Regions from separate parts of the Zea mays genome. Here region 2 is linked to region 1. A link is a contact called in public Hi-C data. All regions are on one chromosome and are shown on one strand. The core of a region is the stretch at or near the end of the contact, and the rest is flanking DNA. Distances in the headings are between cores, read along the strand shown.

Region 1 (4,262 bases), core at 1,242-3,741:
GCCTTTTCTATGCATGCATACTTTTATCGATTAAAATTTGAGAATAACATGGTGATTCTATTTGAGATCACAGGGCTTTTAGGTTTTATAAGTTTAAAGGTGGAAAGTACGACCTGTCGAAACAACGCGTGCCACTAGAAATCCATCATCACTGGCCGGTAAGTATGTGATTTTATGAATACATATCATACACAATGTTGCAACTAAATAACCAATCTCCCGTTATGTAGTGCCACAAGCAACCACAAGGATCAGTCCTATGTGGATTCTATGCGTGCGAGTTCATGAGAGTGAACGGACGATACGTCACGAACCCTGACAAGGTATTATTAGTAATAGTCAAGTATGTATTTATGTCATTAAAGATGCAAATGTGTATAAATAGATGATGTTTATAAAATTCCTTTACAGCAATTTCAACGAGGAAACCCGGAGAACTTGACCGAAGCTGCATTGTATGGCATAGTCGAGGACCTCTGCACATTCATATTGAAAGAGGTCATACCCGCAGAAGGAAAATATCACGATGCTTCCGGGACATTAGCTTTGCCAGAGTTTAGAATACTAACAGAAATTAGTAGATTATCTCTTAGCCGAGATAGTTATTAGAGCTTAGGTGAAAACTTATGATGTATAGAATGCATGAAGCATATATGGTTGTAAACAGAATACTTTGATGTATATAAATGTATGATAGAATTTAATTTCATGTTGCTTTCAATATCAATATAGATCTATATATATATATGTTTGTGTGTGTGTAAATAAATATATATATAATTCAGTATTGTTTGAAATTTTGAAAAAAGGCGGGAAAACTTTCCACTGGCGGCTAAATAAAGAAAACCGCCAGTGAAAAGTGCATTTTCACTGGCGGTTTTCTTAAGGAACCGCCAGTGGAAATGCACTTTTCACTGGCGGTTCCTTAAGAAAACCGCCAGTGAAAATGCACTTTTCACTGGCGGTTCCAAAATAACCGCCAGTGGAAATGCTGATTTCCACTGACCCCTAGCACTGGCGGTACTGAAAAACGCCTGTGTAAATAGGTTTAGAACCGCCACTATAGAGCTTCTGTGTACTAGTGACAGCTTCAGCTCTGGCTCCTTGGCTTCTCTAGAGGAGCCATAGCCAGTTTTGCAATTCGTTTGGACAAAACGGTTTCTCTTGTGTTCGTTTCAAATAATGTATGAGTAAAATGTAGGAGCTAGTAGAAGCTATATTTTTTGTGCTCTGGCTCCCAACGCAAAACAACTCTAGCTCTTAGTGCTGTCAATGAGAAGCCGTTTTTTATCGTTTTGGCAGAGCTTCACGATGAGACAGAGCGAGAGCCGTCAGCCATGCTAAAAGGACCCTTTGTTTGGTAGAAGAGTAGAATAGAGCGGAGCCGTTACGTTCTTTGTTTGGTTGGAGAGCCATATGAGTGTAGAGGGGAGGACTTGCGTCCAATCGTTTTAGTAGAGCAGCAGCATCCCAACTATTTATGAAATTATGATATATTTTCATATGGAGACTCCAAGAGCCACTTCGCTAGCTACTCTTTCGTTAGAGACCAAAGATCCAGAAAATAAGAATGGATCCGCTCCATTTTTGTCCACTGGTCAACGAAACACACTACAAGAAGGGGGGTGGGGTGGGGTTGTTAACTTTTGAGTTAATTACACTGGATGAAATGGAGTCAGCTCTGCCGCTGCCGGAGAAGTATTGTTGATAGTATCACGGAACGGAATATATATATAGCATGTAATTAATACTACATACATTAGAATCGTAAAAGAATGTCTCGACAATTGAATACACGACACAGACACGGGTACGAGTACAAAGTGTGCTGCATATGTATAATACAATAACCACAGGAATGAATTCGAAGACGTACGAGTACGTACGTATACGTATATATGTATACACGATGTGTAATATATAATGACACAGCAGCTACTAGAGCAGCACATGATGGTGATCATCAACCACGCACGTACCGGCCGGTCATCAGCTAGCTAGCATGCCCTGGCCGTCGTCGATCGATCGACGATATGTCCTCAGAAGCACATGTCGAGGACGCAGCAGCAGCAGATGGCGGCGCAGCTGCATGAGCAAAGCCAAGCATGCAGCAGGTGATCAGAACGCATCATCTCTATCTATCTAGCTTCTGTGGTTGGAGTCAATTAATAAGTTATATAAGCCCTCACCATCCTTTCCAGAAACCGTCGCCGCCGCGGCTGCTGCTGGTGGTGGTTGTCTGCTGCTGGCCGTAGTACGCCGCGCCGCCGTCCTGGGCCGTTGGCGGGTACGCCGGCGGTGGCGCGACGTACGCCGGCGGAGGCGCGCCGTAGGCCTGTTGGCCCGGCGGTGGGTAGCCCGCTTGGTAGCTCATGATCGTGATCGGTGGGTCGCGTCGGTCGATCAGATCAGCTGCAAAAACAGTAACGAGCTAGCTAGCTGTATGTGCTGCAACTGCGTGTGTAGATGAATGGATGGATTGGACGGACGATGATCTGGAAATCCCCCATTATTCGTTTCTATTTATATGTATATAGAGAGAGACAGGCAGGAGAGACAGAAACCGGCCACGCGGTATCCATCGTCACCGGTAGGTTGCTTAGACGCGTACTACTCTCGCCTACAGCTAGCTAGGCTAGCTGCTTTATTTGTTGCCTTGCCTATGGATTAGAACGAGCCATTTCATCCAACCACCTCTTTTTTTATTACTATATTATTATTATTATTATTATTATTATTATAGATAAACGATTTTTAATCACGTTTCCCTACACAGGCAGGCTGCGTGTTGAAGGCCATGCCATGTGGAGCGGCGGCACCACCACCAGTAGGAGTTGGCAGGACGGCACGCCTCCGCTGACCTGACCGAAGCTGTGTTGGGTCGGTGGTTCAACTGGACGCCACGCCACACATTTCCAGGGAGAAGAAAAACGCCTTATTCCCGGTGCGTGTTCAAACTATACATGTCATTTTCGCACTCCTCACTTTTTTTATTTTGGTTTATGAAATATAATAAGTTGATCAATCACCAGTTCATTGCTCATAATCTAATAATTAGTAATAATATTAAAAATTGGTTCATTCTACCAAATTTATAGACATCTAGAATAAGATTTTGATTCTTCAAACCGAAGGTTCCCCTCTGCCATACGAAAGCATATGATAAGTACTACAGTAGCTAACAAGGTGGCAACGTGTATGTAGAACCAAAAGTGATGTTAATTTGGACCCCTGAAAACGCGGACGTCGATATCACCGTGATCTTTAGAGTACAAACTAATTATTTTAGCAATGGTCTAAGCAGCTGGCATATTTGAGAGGATCAATTCCGATTTTAAATAAAAGTGAAGCAAATCCATGGTACGTAACTGCGTTTCTCCAAACTTGGAATAATCATCCTTTACAGGGTATTGTTAAAAGATGCTCGATATAAAAAAACGACCATTTATTAGTATTATTATTATTTTTGAGAAGTTCCCTACCATAGTCTCGAACATTTAGAATACGTTGCATTAACTCGTAAAGTCGTAACGTAAAGGTGTGTACTACTATTACGTATTTGGCACGTGGCGATTACGTAATGGGCAGCCCATGGCCGCGGCCGCTGGGCCTTCGGATGACCACGTTTGTTACTGGAACTGTTTCGGGGCTAAAAGCATCTGATGGCGGCCCATGAACAATGCTAGGGTCGGTGGGCTGAGAGAAAAGATTGGCACTTGAATTGTCTTCTTCTTTTCCGCCCAAAAAAAAATAAATGCAGGATAAAAAAAAACATCGACCACGATGGGACTCGAACCCACAATCTCCCGCTCCGGAGGCGAGCGCCTTATCCATTAGGCCACGCGGTCATCTTGTGTGCTAAGGAGATTATTGTTATTAGTATACCGTTGTGCATACAGGCGGGTCACCATGCTACCGTGCCAGTGGGCGGCTGCTGCCTGTTGCGCACTAGCATAGGTGCACTACACTAGTACAGACTCAACTCCGAGGAAACGTGAGTCGTGTGCCTGCTGTCGGACGCACCAACAGTAGCCAAGTCTCCGGTATTCTACTCTAAATCTGTCACACGTAGGTTGTCGGCCATTCATTAGCCGATACATACTTTGTCGATTGCTGGATAATCGACAGGATGCTAGTTTTATAATTCTATGAAGACAACACCTAAACATGTAATTATTCATTACATCAAGATAGAACCTTAGTCGGAGGAAACGTGATAAGGAGTTTATGAAGCTTTAGCAGGCACGCGACTCACGTTTATA
Region 2 (4,262 bases), core at 1,211-3,710, 160 kb after region 1:
GGAAGCTATAGCTATGTGGTTCAAGATTGCGTTTACAACTTACCCCCGAATGTATCAGATGATTTGTTTGTTGTTTGAGGGACCAAATATATTTTATCAAGTAATAGTTGTGGAAAAGTGGGAGAGTCACTCAGTGCCAAGCGGCCTGCGGGGGTACACGTACACGTGAGGCTATTTCTAGCAGATCTTTTATCACATCCTCTATTTCAAACTTCTTTCTGTAAACCGTGTCTTCTATAGTTCCACGTTCTCTATTTCACGTAATGGAGACAGTCTAAAGACTTAAAAAGGTTTTGGAAATTTTCAAGTTTCAGCTCTTGCGCTCAATCTGATCTTCCTCTGACTTGCTTCCTGCACAGCCGCCTACCACTGCAACTGTGCTAGCTAGTTGGTTATCACTGAGACGAGCACGAAGACAAGCAGTCGCAAGCCGTGCACTAGAAGCAGTACCATCAGTTGCGGGTTTCGTCGTTCGTTTCGGAAGCTTAAGGGCTTGTTTGTAAACAAAAGTAACGGAGTAGATTGAGGGCTCGTTCGTTTCTCTGGTATTGGACCAGGATTCATTCCAACCTATCAAAACTTATATAAATTAGAGAAACAATCCGGTCAAGAACTATTTCAGGTCTTCAATCCGTGAAAAACGAACAGGCCCTGAGCAGGCTAGAATATTATTTTACTATTTAAATTCCCTTCGTTACATTTGCTCCTAAACAAGACCTAAGGAGGAGCTGATCATCATTTGGTTGAATTTGTAACCGGAGGAGTATGTATGCACGTGCGTACGTATGTATGTATGTCACATATTTTATATTTCACTTAATTAGCTTCACCATCTTTTACGAATTTTTTTTGAATTAACCTCGCTACGCAGATAGAACGAATTATTAGGGAGGGATGGGGTATATATATATAGCATCAAAATTATGTAATGAAGAGTAGCACTGATTATTGTTACATGACGAAGGTTGAGCATCCATGGAGGCTAGATTATAGACAGACACCCTGATTTTACATGACGAATCGCAAGAAGCGCATGCATTGGATATCCTTAGCCGGAGAGGGCGCTGGTGTTGTAGACGAGGAGGGCGCCGCCGCCGAGGATCCCAGCGAGGGTGACGGCCCAGATCAGAAGCCCAGTGGTTCCTGCAAAGGGCCAAAAAAAAATCAAGCTACTACCTGCTGTTCATACATATACTACATGCATGCTTGTATGTTGTATTAATTTGTGTACTGTGGACATGCAAGTGAGAGTGCAATTACTTACCACCGACGTAGACGTCGCCGGTGGGAGACCAGTCATCCTCGTTGTAGATTGGGCTGCAGATTCATTGCCAAATTAATTAAAAACACAGTACAGTCGAACAACTACGACTGATCAAAATAATGCATGGTCGTCAACAATTGCATGGGTCATCACACACAAATTTCACTTTTTTTTGGGGGGCGCTGATGGGCAAGCAATAAGCTCATCACCTGTATCCGTCGACGTTCGCGCCGTACTTGTCGACGAACTGGTACACGCCCTTGCCCTGCATAATCGCATCCCCACCACGTAATTTCAGCTCCATCGATCGATCTATCACGTACGCAGCATGCATGCGTGGATAACTAAAAAACTATATAGCTGCTAGCTAGCTAGAAACAACAAGTGCTCACCTTGCCCTTTCTCCCGTTGGCGTCGACGTCGACGGTCAGGCCACCCCCAATCCCTGCGGACATGCATGCACGAACGATCACGACGACGACTCAGCTCAGAAGTCAGAACCACACCCGGCCACCGGGGCCGGACGAAAAGCAGCTAGCTAAGCTGACAGTGATCTACACACAGGCCGCGGCAGCAGGCTAGGTGGCACGCACCGTAGGGCTTGTCGGTCTTGATCTTCTTCTTGGAGCAGACGACGGCGAAGGAGGAGGCGCGGCGGCCGAGGGGCGGCAGGCCCTGAGGCGCCACCGCCAGAGCTGACGAGGAGATCATGGAGGCCGCCATCGCCGCCGCTGCTGCTGCTCCTAGCTAGCTGCGTGCAGTGTGTGCTGCTCTCGCTCGCTGAGTCGCTGGTAGATGGTTGGCTGCAGGTCGTTAGCTGCCGAGCCAAAAGCTAGCCAATATACTAGCTGTGGCGCCAAGCCCTGGCGATAATGCCGGGACGGAGCGCAGGTGTGACCACCGCCGCCCCACGTGGCGGCGCGCCAGTGGCTGCACCACGATATGGCTTTGGCTGGCCCCGGAACCTTATCCCCTCTCTCTGGATTTCGTGTGGACGTACTCCGCCGCTGGATTCGTACTACGGCCTCGCGCTAGGGTGGGGTGGGGAATGGGAGGGGATTTTTTGTGATGGAGGATCGAGTGTGCTTTGCTTTGCCATGAAAAAGGATCAATCAAGAACGACCTGTGGTGCCCAGCTCACCAGGGTGCAGACTTTTATCTCTCAAAGTTTCGGATGATTTTTGCTTCCTACGGAAAAGAGTGTTTTCCAAGTGACGCATAACGAATTAAAGCAGTTTGTCGAGATGGTTTCGCTGCTGAATTTCGTCAGCTTTTTTTTTAAAAAAAAAGGGACCAGCTGAGGCTGATAGAGCTATTTGATCAATTATCCATGCCGGTAACTTGGCTCTTAACAGTTTTAATTACTCTCCTATCAAAAAGGCCGAGGCCACTTTTGTAGATATTAGATTGAGGACGCTAAAAATCATTGCTATTCAAAATTCAGTAGCAAGAGATTTTAGTCCCTCCTCTTAAACCCCTCTATTATTTTTGCTTCCAAACAAGTCCTTAGGGTTGATTGTTGACCAGAGAATTGGAGAGGATTTATGGAGAGGAATTACCTCGTTATTCAATTTTAAATAGCGAGGAGATTCATCACCATATGGATTCCCTCTAATTCTATGTTCACCAAATCAGCCATTAAGGTTTTTACAAAGGATTTTCACCAATTGATTTACTCTAACAACACATAAAGTATTAGATCTTAATTAGCAAAAACAACTTTTATTTCTGAGAGATTTATAGTGCAAGGCAGTGCTATCTTATTCTTATATGACACCATTCATAAGATGCAAAAAAAATACGGGATTGTTCTTAAGCTAGCTTTAAAAAAACGTATGATGGGATAAAGTGGACTTTGGCTTTTCACAGAAATGTTGTGTCTCGATTGATCGAGTAGTCTCAAAAGGACCTGTAGGCGTCAAAGTTTATGACGTTGTTGGTCACTTTCTCCAAACTAGCTAGCTAGGAAGGGCATGATATATATAAGGGACCCCATATCACCTTTTCTTGTTAACGTGGTAGCAGATAGGTTGGCAATTCTTATTATGGCTCGAACCAAGGATAATGGACAGTTTGCCGTAGTAGTTCCGCATTTGGTAGAGATGGTTTTTTTTCTATTTTGAAATATGCAGATGATGTCATTTTTTTCATTTGGTAGATGATGATTTTTCTATTTCAAGCTATTATAATCATATCCTGGTATATCTGAAAATGCCAAAATAATTGGATATTTGAAAACATCCCGCGCGAAAAGAAGTGAACCGGATACAACACTATGTAACATAGCAACCCCTCTCCCTTCACATTCTTCAACTGTAAACTGTACATACCTCCATTCAATAAAAAAATACTGTAGGTAAACCCTACAACAATTTGTATAAAAAAATAATACGCGGATGATACCGCTTTTTATAGAAAATATTCTGGAGCAAGCTAAGAATATGATTTTTTTTGCTTTTAGCGATTAATTGGACTCAAGATCAAATTCTATAAAAGTTAGTTATTATTCTGCTATAGGGAAGCAAAACTATTAAAAGGTGAAAAAAACTGCCACTTGTTCTATGAAGGGCTACGATAGCCTTGATATCTAGTATATATATTCATTCTAACATATCCATATCAATTAACATTGTACGCAGCAAAAATGAATATTAATAATACGCAACAAAACGAGAGGTGCATCACTTGAATGACTAAGTTGTTACAAATAATATATATAAATATAAACAGTCTACAATTAACACAAGAAAACACCACGGGATAGCGGTATATAGAGCTTCTCTATGTCATACAAAAACATAAGCATCTAAGTGTTACAAAGAAAATCATACAAATTAAAAAAGAGATGTCATGATGTCCTAATCCAAGAGCGAAGTTTCATCCTCAAAACATGGTGATTTTTTAAGTTCTGGAGCTCCAACTCATCAAAATGAATATGGGAGCTCTTGGAGAAAGAAGATGCGGGTGGTTAGAGGTATTGTTTTATAGCCACAGATTA

The links. A called contact is a pair of places that touch in the nucleus more often than the background predicts.
Region 2: a contact with region 1 is called in a Hi-C map of tassel, with 2.7 times the contacts expected there. The contact joins the promoter of LOC100281646 here to the promoter of LOC100281009 in region 1. A contact is called at or near these places in 3 of 25 Hi-C or Micro-C datasets (bundle sheath, ear and tassel).

The regions. Positions count from the first base shown.
Region 1 is chr4:28,859,571-28,863,832 of Zm-B73-REFERENCE-NAM-5.0, forward strand. It overlaps LOC100281009, which reads right to left and starts at 2,492. Exons shown (of 2, transcript NM_001158772.1): 1 at 2,190-2,492; 2 at 1,709-2,085. The coding sequence starts at 2,374. The coding sequence ends at 2,040. It overlaps TRNAR-CCG (transfer RNA arginine (anticodon CCG)), which reads right to left and starts at 3,848; the gene lies at 3,776-3,848.
Region 2 is chr4:29,020,189-29,024,450 of Zm-B73-REFERENCE-NAM-5.0, forward strand. LOC100281646 (photosystem II3) reads right to left here and starts at 2,461. Exons shown (of 5, transcript XM_020552493.2): 1 at 1,858-2,461; 2 at 1,657-1,709; 3 at 1,474-1,529; 4 at 1,265-1,317; 5 at 896-1,143. The coding sequence starts at 1,987. The coding sequence ends at 1,049.